Linked DNA regions of Macaca mulatta: region 2 is linked to region 1. Evidence: chromatin contacts called from public Hi-C data. All regions are on one chromosome and are shown on one strand. Each heading gives the region's core, a stretch centred on a gene start, on an enhancer-like site or on the middle of the called end of the contact. The rest is flanking DNA. Distances are from core to core; before and after follow the strand shown. Region 1 has its middle 320 kb from the start of TMEM161B. Region 2 overlaps LOC106998839 (a long non-coding RNA gene).

What was found. A called contact is a pair of places that touch in the nucleus more often than the background predicts.
Region 2: a Hi-C map of fetal cortex germinal zone shows a contact between it and region 1, with 5 times the contacts expected there. The contact joins two enhancer-like sites. A contact is called at or near these places in 2 of 14 Hi-C or Micro-C datasets (fetal cortex germinal zone and fetal cortical plate).

Annotation. Positions count from the first base shown.
Region 1 is chr6:94,368,364-94,372,835 of T2T-MMU8v2.0, forward strand. No RefSeq gene overlaps it. Among named protein-coding and RNA genes, the nearest start is that of TMEM161B, 320 kb to the right of the region's middle. Within about 2 kb of position 2,523, at least 13 of the 40 cell types and tissues checked have an H3K27ac peak or open chromatin away from gene starts, as enhancers often do. A contact at or near this core is called in fetal cortex germinal zone, where this site is marked.
Region 2 is chr6:94,817,261-94,821,786 of T2T-MMU8v2.0, forward strand. The region is part of intron 1 of LOC106998839 (a long non-coding RNA gene); the gene reads left to right. Among named protein-coding and RNA genes, the nearest start is that of TMEM161B, 130 kb to the left of the region's middle. Within about 2 kb of position 2,736, at least 14 of the 40 cell types and tissues checked have an H3K27ac peak or open chromatin away from gene starts, as enhancers often do. A contact at or near this core is called in fetal cortex germinal zone, where this site is marked.

The DNA of each region.
Region 1 (4,472 bases), core at 1,273-3,772:
TTATCAAAAGTTTCTAATGTGATATGAAGGCTTATTTGGAAAAAAAAACAGTTTAAGTTATTTTGGTGTGATTTCTTGGAAATAGTTTCTTTATAGGAACCAGGTGGTGACAAAGAAAGAGAAATTGGGCTTGAGAACATCACTGCTGAACTGGCTATGTAAATGGAAAATATTTCTCTCAGGTAAGTAATATACTGTATGAAATTTTTTAAATCCATTCTAAACAATTATGAATATTAATTAGCAGAGTTGAGATCTTTTTTATTTAGTACAGGCCTAGATAGCTATAGTCATTTAGATTTTTGTATAAGGAGAGCCACTATTAATAATATTTGTTTCCATAAATTGCTTTCATGGGAAAGTTACTATTAATGTGAGGTCGCTAAAGAATTTGAAAGCATAACTTTGTTTTGCTTTGAATTTATTGCTAAACAATACAGCTTGACATATATTTTGTGGCAATAAATGTAGGGAGTTGCATAAGTTAAGGGAACAGTTCTTTAGTGTTTACTAAAAAACTGTTACACTTCTTAAATGTGATGATATATCATTCAATAATCTACTTTATAAAATAATTTTGGGTTAAACCAAAAGCTCTCTTTCAATGTGGGAATAAGGATGTTACTTTGGGGTATCATAAGTAATGTACCTATTATAACTTTGAAGTCAAAGTAGACTTCTTTATCAAAACTTGTTTCTTGCAGAAGCCTGGCAAAAGAATCAAGTTGAGAGCAGAAAGAAATGTTTTAAAAAAAAAAAAAAAAAAAAAAAAAACACAATAGATTGTAAAGGATGTTACTTACTTTAAAAAAAAAAACAATTTCAAAATTCTGTAAGATTATCTAAAATATTATATTCGAATGGACTGCCACATTTTAATATTTATCTTAATGCAACATTTTATACACTGAAGAAATCTTTTTTCTTAAAGATGACATTATCAACAGTTTACAAAATGATTATGATTGCCTGAAGGGCTTGGCTTAGGAAATCTCATCCTGACATATATTACCTTACAGAAAAATAAATTTATCTCAATTGGCTCTTAATGTCAGCTGAAAAGGGGAACCATTTAAAATTAGCTGCCAGACACAAAAATGATCTTAGTTGAAATTAAAATATGTTTTCTAAAAAAGGCAAAGTGACAAAACTGACTTTGGGATAGAGCAACTTTTTAATACATTATATTTTATCTTAAATGTGGTACAGATTGTGTTTGTCAGAACCAGACTATTCCCATCTCCTTCTCTTTCAGTCCTCCACTCCAAGGGCTCAACCCCATGCTCTAATTCTTCAAATGATTTGAGATAAGAACTATTCTAATGTAAACTTCCACAGGGCCATTTGGAGCTCTGTGCAGAATCAATAAAATAAATTAGCTGAAGTAACAGCTGAACTAATCATGAGAATGTTTAAAATGATAAGAACTTGAATTACAGTTTTTTTAAGTGCCAATGGATTTAACTAACTACCATATGCTGTTCCATTTTGAGCAGCCAGGTCTAGTTATCAAGTCGCCTGTTGTCCAAGGTGAAGAAAGTCACGTGGAAGAGTTTCTGGGGCCAGTAATAAAAATTAGAAGATCCATAACACTTTGTGATCCCTTTCCAACACACTGTATAATCAAAAGATCAGATTTATCTTGAAACAAGAAAGAGAAAGTATTCCATTAAAAGAAAAACAAAAACTGTAGCTTCACTATATATCTTCCATAAAGAATGGATTTTCCTATATCGATATCACTAGAGTTTTTAAATTTCATTCTTATTTATGCTCTAATTAATCAAGATAACATAACCCATCCTAAAGTTAAGCTTTATCTAGACAACTTTTCTAATGTTTTCATTAACTTTCTTTAAATTGCCAGCATGGTGAAGATGTAATGTGTCACCTAGGCCCTTGTCTTTATTTCAGTCTGTAGTGGTGGAAGTCACAAAACTTACACACCGTATTATCCACTGCAATGAGAATACAGCTAGCCCCAAATCAAATGCTTTTCTTTCCTCAAAGCCTCAACAATGTTGCCCTCCCCCTCTATAAATTAGCAGTGTGTAGAAGGAGACTTGTCCACATTCTATAGATTATTTTAAGGAAAAGCTCCATCATCCATAATACATTTGGGCTTCTTTCTAGTTGAAGAGTTATAATTTTTTTTATTGATGGGTTATGAATATTGACACAGGAGATATTCATTGTTTATTGAAGGCTTGTTTACATAAAAGATCTTCACAGGCTACCCCCTAAGTCTAGAGGTCCTAAACCAGTGTCAGGGAGCTGTCTGGGTATTTTTTCCCACGTATTGCACTGCCATTCTACCAACAATAGAGGCCCATTAACGTTTGGCCCTTCAAGTTACTGCAGCCCAAGCCTCAGTGGCAGGACGTCTGCCCAATATGTAAAATAACAGAATGAATGGATTCCTTGGAAACAATGATAACAAGACCTGGCTGAGCTAACTGTGACAGCATGTGGTAATTTTCCAGCCCGCTGGCCCTGTAAAGGAAACTGGAACACAAAGCATAGACTGCGGGGCGGGCCGTCCTGAATAGCTGCAAACAAGTGCAGAATATCTGATGATGTCATACACACAGTTTGACAGATGGGGCTGGACAATTTTTCCCCCTTTAAACGTGTTCTTAACTATTTGTATTCCACTGGCTTCTCATTTGGGAAGTTCAATCCTGTAATCACCTGCTTGAAAGACAACAAACCTTGACTGTCATGTGCTTGATTCAAGTACCACTAGTTTTATGAAGAAAAATGATATCCATTATTAGTGGCTGAATGCTGAGGGGAGCAGTGGGGGAGAGGGTGTTGCTGTGGATTAATGCATCATCTCTGCTTTCAGCTGTGGGCCAGGTTTTGAGTCTAGCTCTGACTGAATCCTGCCATACACTTTGAATAGCATAATGAAGTATTGTTATTGCCTCAGTCTAGTCATTACATCAGGGAAACAGACATCTAAAGTTATCAAAACTGATTACTAGCTGAGCTTTTGTGTCCATAAAATAAATGCATTAAAAAGAAGGCTTTTTTGTTGTTGTTCTTATGGGTGTTCTATCAAGGTTGGATGTTTTAGTGTTTATAGCATTATGTGTCACTGTGTGTAAGTTCGTGTCAGGGTATATCCATAGTCAGCACTCTCCCAAAACATGCCCGTATGTGGATCTGCATGTGTGTGTGTTTAAGCTGGTGCATGGGAGACAGAGAAAATGAAGATTGACAACATTTATAAAAATGAGACACAACTCAATTAAAATTCACCAAAAATAGTAAATGAACCGGTGTACTCAGTTTAATTGTAATGATACAAGACTGTCTTTTTCTACCCTTCAAATAAGTAGCTGCTTTAGATCTCACATGTCTTCACCATTTTATTCATTTGGTTCTTTTTATTTACTTTTTAAAGAATTTATGTAAATATATGTAGGCTACAAAATAGGTCTCAGATACAGCCTGATTCTGTAATCTTTTCATCAAATAGCTAACCAAAGAGGGATAGCCAAAGGATTCTGTTTATGGAGAGGTGATATCTGTTCCACAGAAAAGCATGGTGCACTGCCTAGCCTATAGACACAAGAATAAAAGAAATAACATAAAAATAAAAATTAATGATTAAGTTTTACAAAACATCTTTTCAACTAGGAGAGCACCACACCCTAAACTACGGTCTTTCAGATTATATAAGGTTTACAGAAGCTATCCCAAACTTACCTTCCCCTGTCTTAACTAACATAGTTGTTGAGTAGGAAAATAAAAAGATGATACATGTAAGCAAGGGGAATTCTCGCTTTCACCCTTGAAGAATTGCTACTCTCCACTTACCTTTACCCACAACATCTACCAACATCTTTTAGATGTGAAGAGAAAACATATCCCTGATATCATCTACCATTTACCAGTTCACCTAGACATAATCAAACTATGCTTTGGTCATCTTTCATGCATTCATTCAATATATACCTTTATTCTGTGCAAAGACTCCAACTGGGATTGTGTTATCTCGTTAAATTCGGTGTAGGAAGAATTATTTGCACAATGCACATTTGCACCAGTGGCTGCTTCTCAACAGAAGAGTTGTGGTTAACAAGGAGCCAAAATCATCTATTCTTAGATTATACCTAAATTTGAGGGACTTGTAACTACCATAACTTATAATGAATGAGAAGCTCATCACAGGGCAGGTTGTTTATGAAGAGGAATTTGTCCCTGCTTCCCACATTTTCTGCTAACTAGCACCAAGAGCATCCCTCTACATGTTTACACCAGATGGAGGTTCCCAACTCTTACTGAAAGTCAAATTATTTTATTAGTAGCTGTGGTGCTTACATCTCTATAGGACTTAAGGTGAGAGGAATGAAAAAGAAAAAAAAGGTGAGGATAGATAAGAAGAGTTTTCAATGATCACATGTCATAATCTGAAACCATCCACAAGCTGTACTTTGAGACTTGCTTTGGATCCCTCTATGTCA
Region 2 (4,526 bases), core at 1,486-3,985, 450 kb after region 1:
TAAGTATTTGGAAAGCACAGGGAAAGTATTTCTCCTTTGAATGTCCAGAATGTGTCAATAATGTGTAGATACTCTACCATTTAATATTAATTAAATTTTAAAAGATGGAAAAGAGATGAAAAGTTAAATTTAGGCACATTGTCTCTCATGTGCTGAACTTTTAGCTATCAATGTTGCCTTCTGTTTTGCATAATTAGAAGTGCATCCAAAGCCAGTCACTTTACTGTGTGTAAAATAAGGATAACAAGGATGCTAAGTCTCCCTGAGAAGGGTGTGAGTGGATCAATAATACATTATTGTTTAATTTTGACATTTGGCAGAAGAAACCATAAACTTTTACTCCTGTAATGTCAGTAATCTGAACTAATTTTCCTAGGCAATATTATTTGCAGATTGTTTTACTGAGTGAAACAAATAAGAATTTGAAAGACAAAGATGACCTGATTCTTAAACACTGGCTCCTAGTCTAAGAACCAAATTCTCTGAGTTGAATCCCAGAGTCCTTCACAATTGTACTGTCTACCCTGGCTTTTTAAAAAAGATTTTAAAAGGTAAGCTAGACGATTTCAAAACTGATGAAATTATGCCACCATTCTTATTTATATCTAATTCATGTTTTAATATATAGTCAGAAGTTTTAGTAGACCTAGAGTACAAAGAAGTGTTTACTTAAATCAGTTTCTAAACCAGTAGAAACTAACTTCCCCAGAATATTTTTGATGTAATCATTTTAAATCATTGTAATTAGAAGAACAATAAGATGACGAGAAACCAAGGCCCTCGGTTTTTCTGTATGGCTGTATCATCCAGCTTCATAAAGTTACTTAATGATGTATTTTAAAATACTGTTTATGTGAATGTAAACTTACCCTAATTATATACTAAGAAATGTAGTCCATTTGATTTTTTCCCATTCCTTGCCTCAAAAATCAAACCTGCTCTGTTTGGAAAAAGCTGAGGCTTCTGTGATATCATGGACCTTTTTATATTTCAGCAAGGAAGTGGAGGTCATGGAGTCAAAAATATCAAAATTTTCAGGACCCAAGTTATTGCTGTAAGGTTTTATCCTTTCCTTTGTGAAGGCTGATGCAGATGGATTTCTAGTTTCCTTTCGTTTCTGTCCTCTTGTCTATGTGTTTTCTTTATTTGTATAAATTGCATTGTCCTTTCTATAAGAATGTTTGAGCACACTGTCCCTGATAGATTCTCATTCTCACTCCTCTCAGCTTGTTTGAGATTTAGAATGGGGGTGCTTTTCCTTATTTTAAAAGCTTTGCAATTTTAACTCCGAGCCAAGACTGGTTTTCTATCCATCGGGACCTGCTCAAAGGTCACCCTCAAGATCATAAGCCATGTTCACATCCTTCTCATGGGAAAATGATAAAATAATATCCACAGGCATCTGATACTAGGGGCATGGCCTGGACGCACACCTTACCCTCTTCCCCTTGACCTCTCATCTGCCCTGAAGAATGAATACATCCATCCCCAAAGTTGATGCTTCGAAGTGACCAGTCAGATGCTAGCAGGTCAGCTGGCTATCCTCTTGGATAGAGGGTCCATAAATTAAAGAAATGTTGGTGTGGTTGAAAGAGGAAGGTAGTCCAGCCCAAGGGAAGCCACGTAAATCTCTCCTGGAGCTTTGTTCCCAGTAGGGAGTGGGGGTGAGAGTTGGGGTAGCTGGGGGCTGTGGGCTGTTATTAATGCCCTGGCCTCCTGCAGTGGGTGCTAACTTGTTGTGCATGAGAGCTGCCACCATCCTTCCCAAACATCGGGCGCTTGGAAAAGTCAAGCACAGTTGAGCCCTGATTTTCATTTAATAGTCAAAACCAAGATGCATTTGGGCTATGATGATAGGACAGCTCCCTTGAAAAGATTATTTGAACTACAAAGGCATTCATTTAGGGCTAGCAATGTTGCAAAAGGGCCCGCTAGAAATTAGCAGCCTGTCCTGGTATTTGGAGAGCAAGAGTGACAACTTATTGGAAGTTCTCAAGGAATCATTTATATTTCACACTCCACTAGGCAGCTGATTTGAGATTGTCTGTTAGCATAACAAAGGCTCTGAGCCTGTGAACTTCAGAAACCTTTCGACCTCTTAGCTGCTGGCATGAATAGCCCCCAGTCCTGCCTATAGAGATCTCCCAAAGCTCCCCTGTTCGTGGCTAAATTGTTAATCAGGGTAATTTAATATAGTTTTCAATATGCCTCATCTTATTGGGAAAGGTATTCACAGCTTCCCTACCCCTGAAAAAAAAAGTTCTTTTATTCAACTGTGAGAGGGGCAGCTGCAGACAGACCCCCATCCCTTGCTTCTCCCCCCAATCCTTCACAGCCGCAATGTTCTGAGCAGCAACCATAGAGAAGGGCCAGAAAGAGAAACTCAGAACGACGATCCGATCCCCTGGCATGCACTCCACCCTGAACCTGAAACTCCAGCCTATTTATGCTGGGAACCGCCAAAACAAAAACCCAAGGCTCAACCATAACTGAAACCTCAGAGTCACACACACACACACACACACACACACACACGCCACACCTCCTTCTCCACCCTCCCTTCACCAACACCCTTCCCCTCCCCCCTCATCTCCCAACTAAGCTTCTCTTGTGGTTCTGGACAAAACGCACCAGACCCCAAGGCCTGCTAATTTTCATTTCTCTCACTCTGTCCAGACAGCCCACACCGTCCTGCACGCTCCTTCACACAGTCACACTCGGCCTGGCCCCTGCATCCACTCCCAGTGTCATATACACTTGCTCTCGCCTGCTCCCTCGTACACTATCAATTCACATGTACATTAGTTAGCTGAAAAGAGCCGGAGCACAAATATATTCATTTTAATCCAGTTAAGACCTAAGAGGTCTCATAGGATATTATTCAATAGTTTGAAAACTAAGTATAAAACTCAGATTTTGCTACGCTGTCTCATCTCACAGAGGCCTACAGTATGCCTTTCTTTCACTTTATACCATGTATGTATTCTAAAAAAGTAAAATAAAAGCGAATAAAAAAACAATCACAAGCAAAATACCCAGCTTCCGGCAGGCACTATGCTCAAATATTATCTTTTTAATGACTGTTTCTAGCACCCATGTGCACATCAGAATAGCAATTTTATACAAAGAAAGGAAAAGTATGAAGTCACTAATTACATTTTTAAAAATTAAAAATAAAAGGATACAATCTCTTAAACTTATTTTCTCTTTCTTTTCCACGTGAGCATTTTAAGGCATCTCCAAAGCATATCTGAGTGTTTCTGGATTGCTTTGGTTGTGGTTTTCTGTGTAATTGGTGCTCTGTCTTTGTGCGAGTTGAGACTGTGTGTTGCTTCTTTCTGGAACAGCCATTTCTCGCTTGTGCCCCGTTTTGGTTGGTGTGTTTGTCTCTCAGCCTCCTGAAGTTGGATAAAGGCAGGATGTAGTGCCTGAAGTATTTTCTTTGATTTTTCTTTAGTTAGAGTAGTCCCTGATGGGGGTTGGGAGATTTCTTCACTCACTTGGGTTCCTAATCTAGAATCTCAAAACTGCTGGGAGGTGGGAGACCAATTTCTATTTACAGCATCAAGGAAAAGATTATTAAACCTCCCAAATCAGAAGTACAAACATAGATTTACACTTAATAAAACAAGACAAAACAAACAGCCCAGCTTCTTTCCCCAAATTTTTTTTTTTTGGAATTAAAAAAAGATTAAAATATAGGTTTACTGCCCAATTTTAATATCTAAGCAATGCCCAGAGGTGACATGTTAAAACAGAAAATAAAATAAATGTATCTGTGGTTATATTATATGGTAATCCTAAAGTCTGAATTTTCCTTTTTTAAAAAAAAAAGGAATCTGACAGTTTTAATTTCAACATTGTGGAAGTTTTTAGATTATAAATATTTTTGCCAATAATCTGTGTATTATTCATTTTAATCGTGTCCCTTTTGGTTTATTCGGTTTTGTAAGTAGTGATTTCCATTTTCTCAGTGTTTTAAACCAAAGTATTTTAAAAATATTAATTGATAGTTATTATAAATTTGTGGGTAAGTATGGCTGGTTTCTTTTATAAAGAGCCAAAACTATGAAGTTGTTCATATATAAATATCACAATTTCAACTTTCGTAAGGTGTTTAGAGTAAAAAAATTATGGCTTTAAGCACAAGAAAGAAAAAATACACAATTTGCCTTTTTTCAATGCTTTTGCTTAACATTTTTTTCATTAGGTTTTTTCCTCATTAGAATTTATGATCCATGTCGATCATTACACTTTCACGTCTCTGATTTCTGTTAAATTTTCTGACAGAGGCTAATAAATATAAGGGAGCAAAAAGGCCTATTTGCTTTCATCTAAGGTGCTGAATATTTTCAGGTTGTTTGTATTTGCATTGAAATCTTTTCCATGTTCTTAATTTAAATTATTACAATTTGATTGAAATTAATTCTATTTGGAGCTAAGATGTAACAGGGTTTTTTTTTTTTTTTTTTTTTTTAAGGAATTAAACAATGTGATTTTGCTAAATTATAACGTTTTCTTTGGCT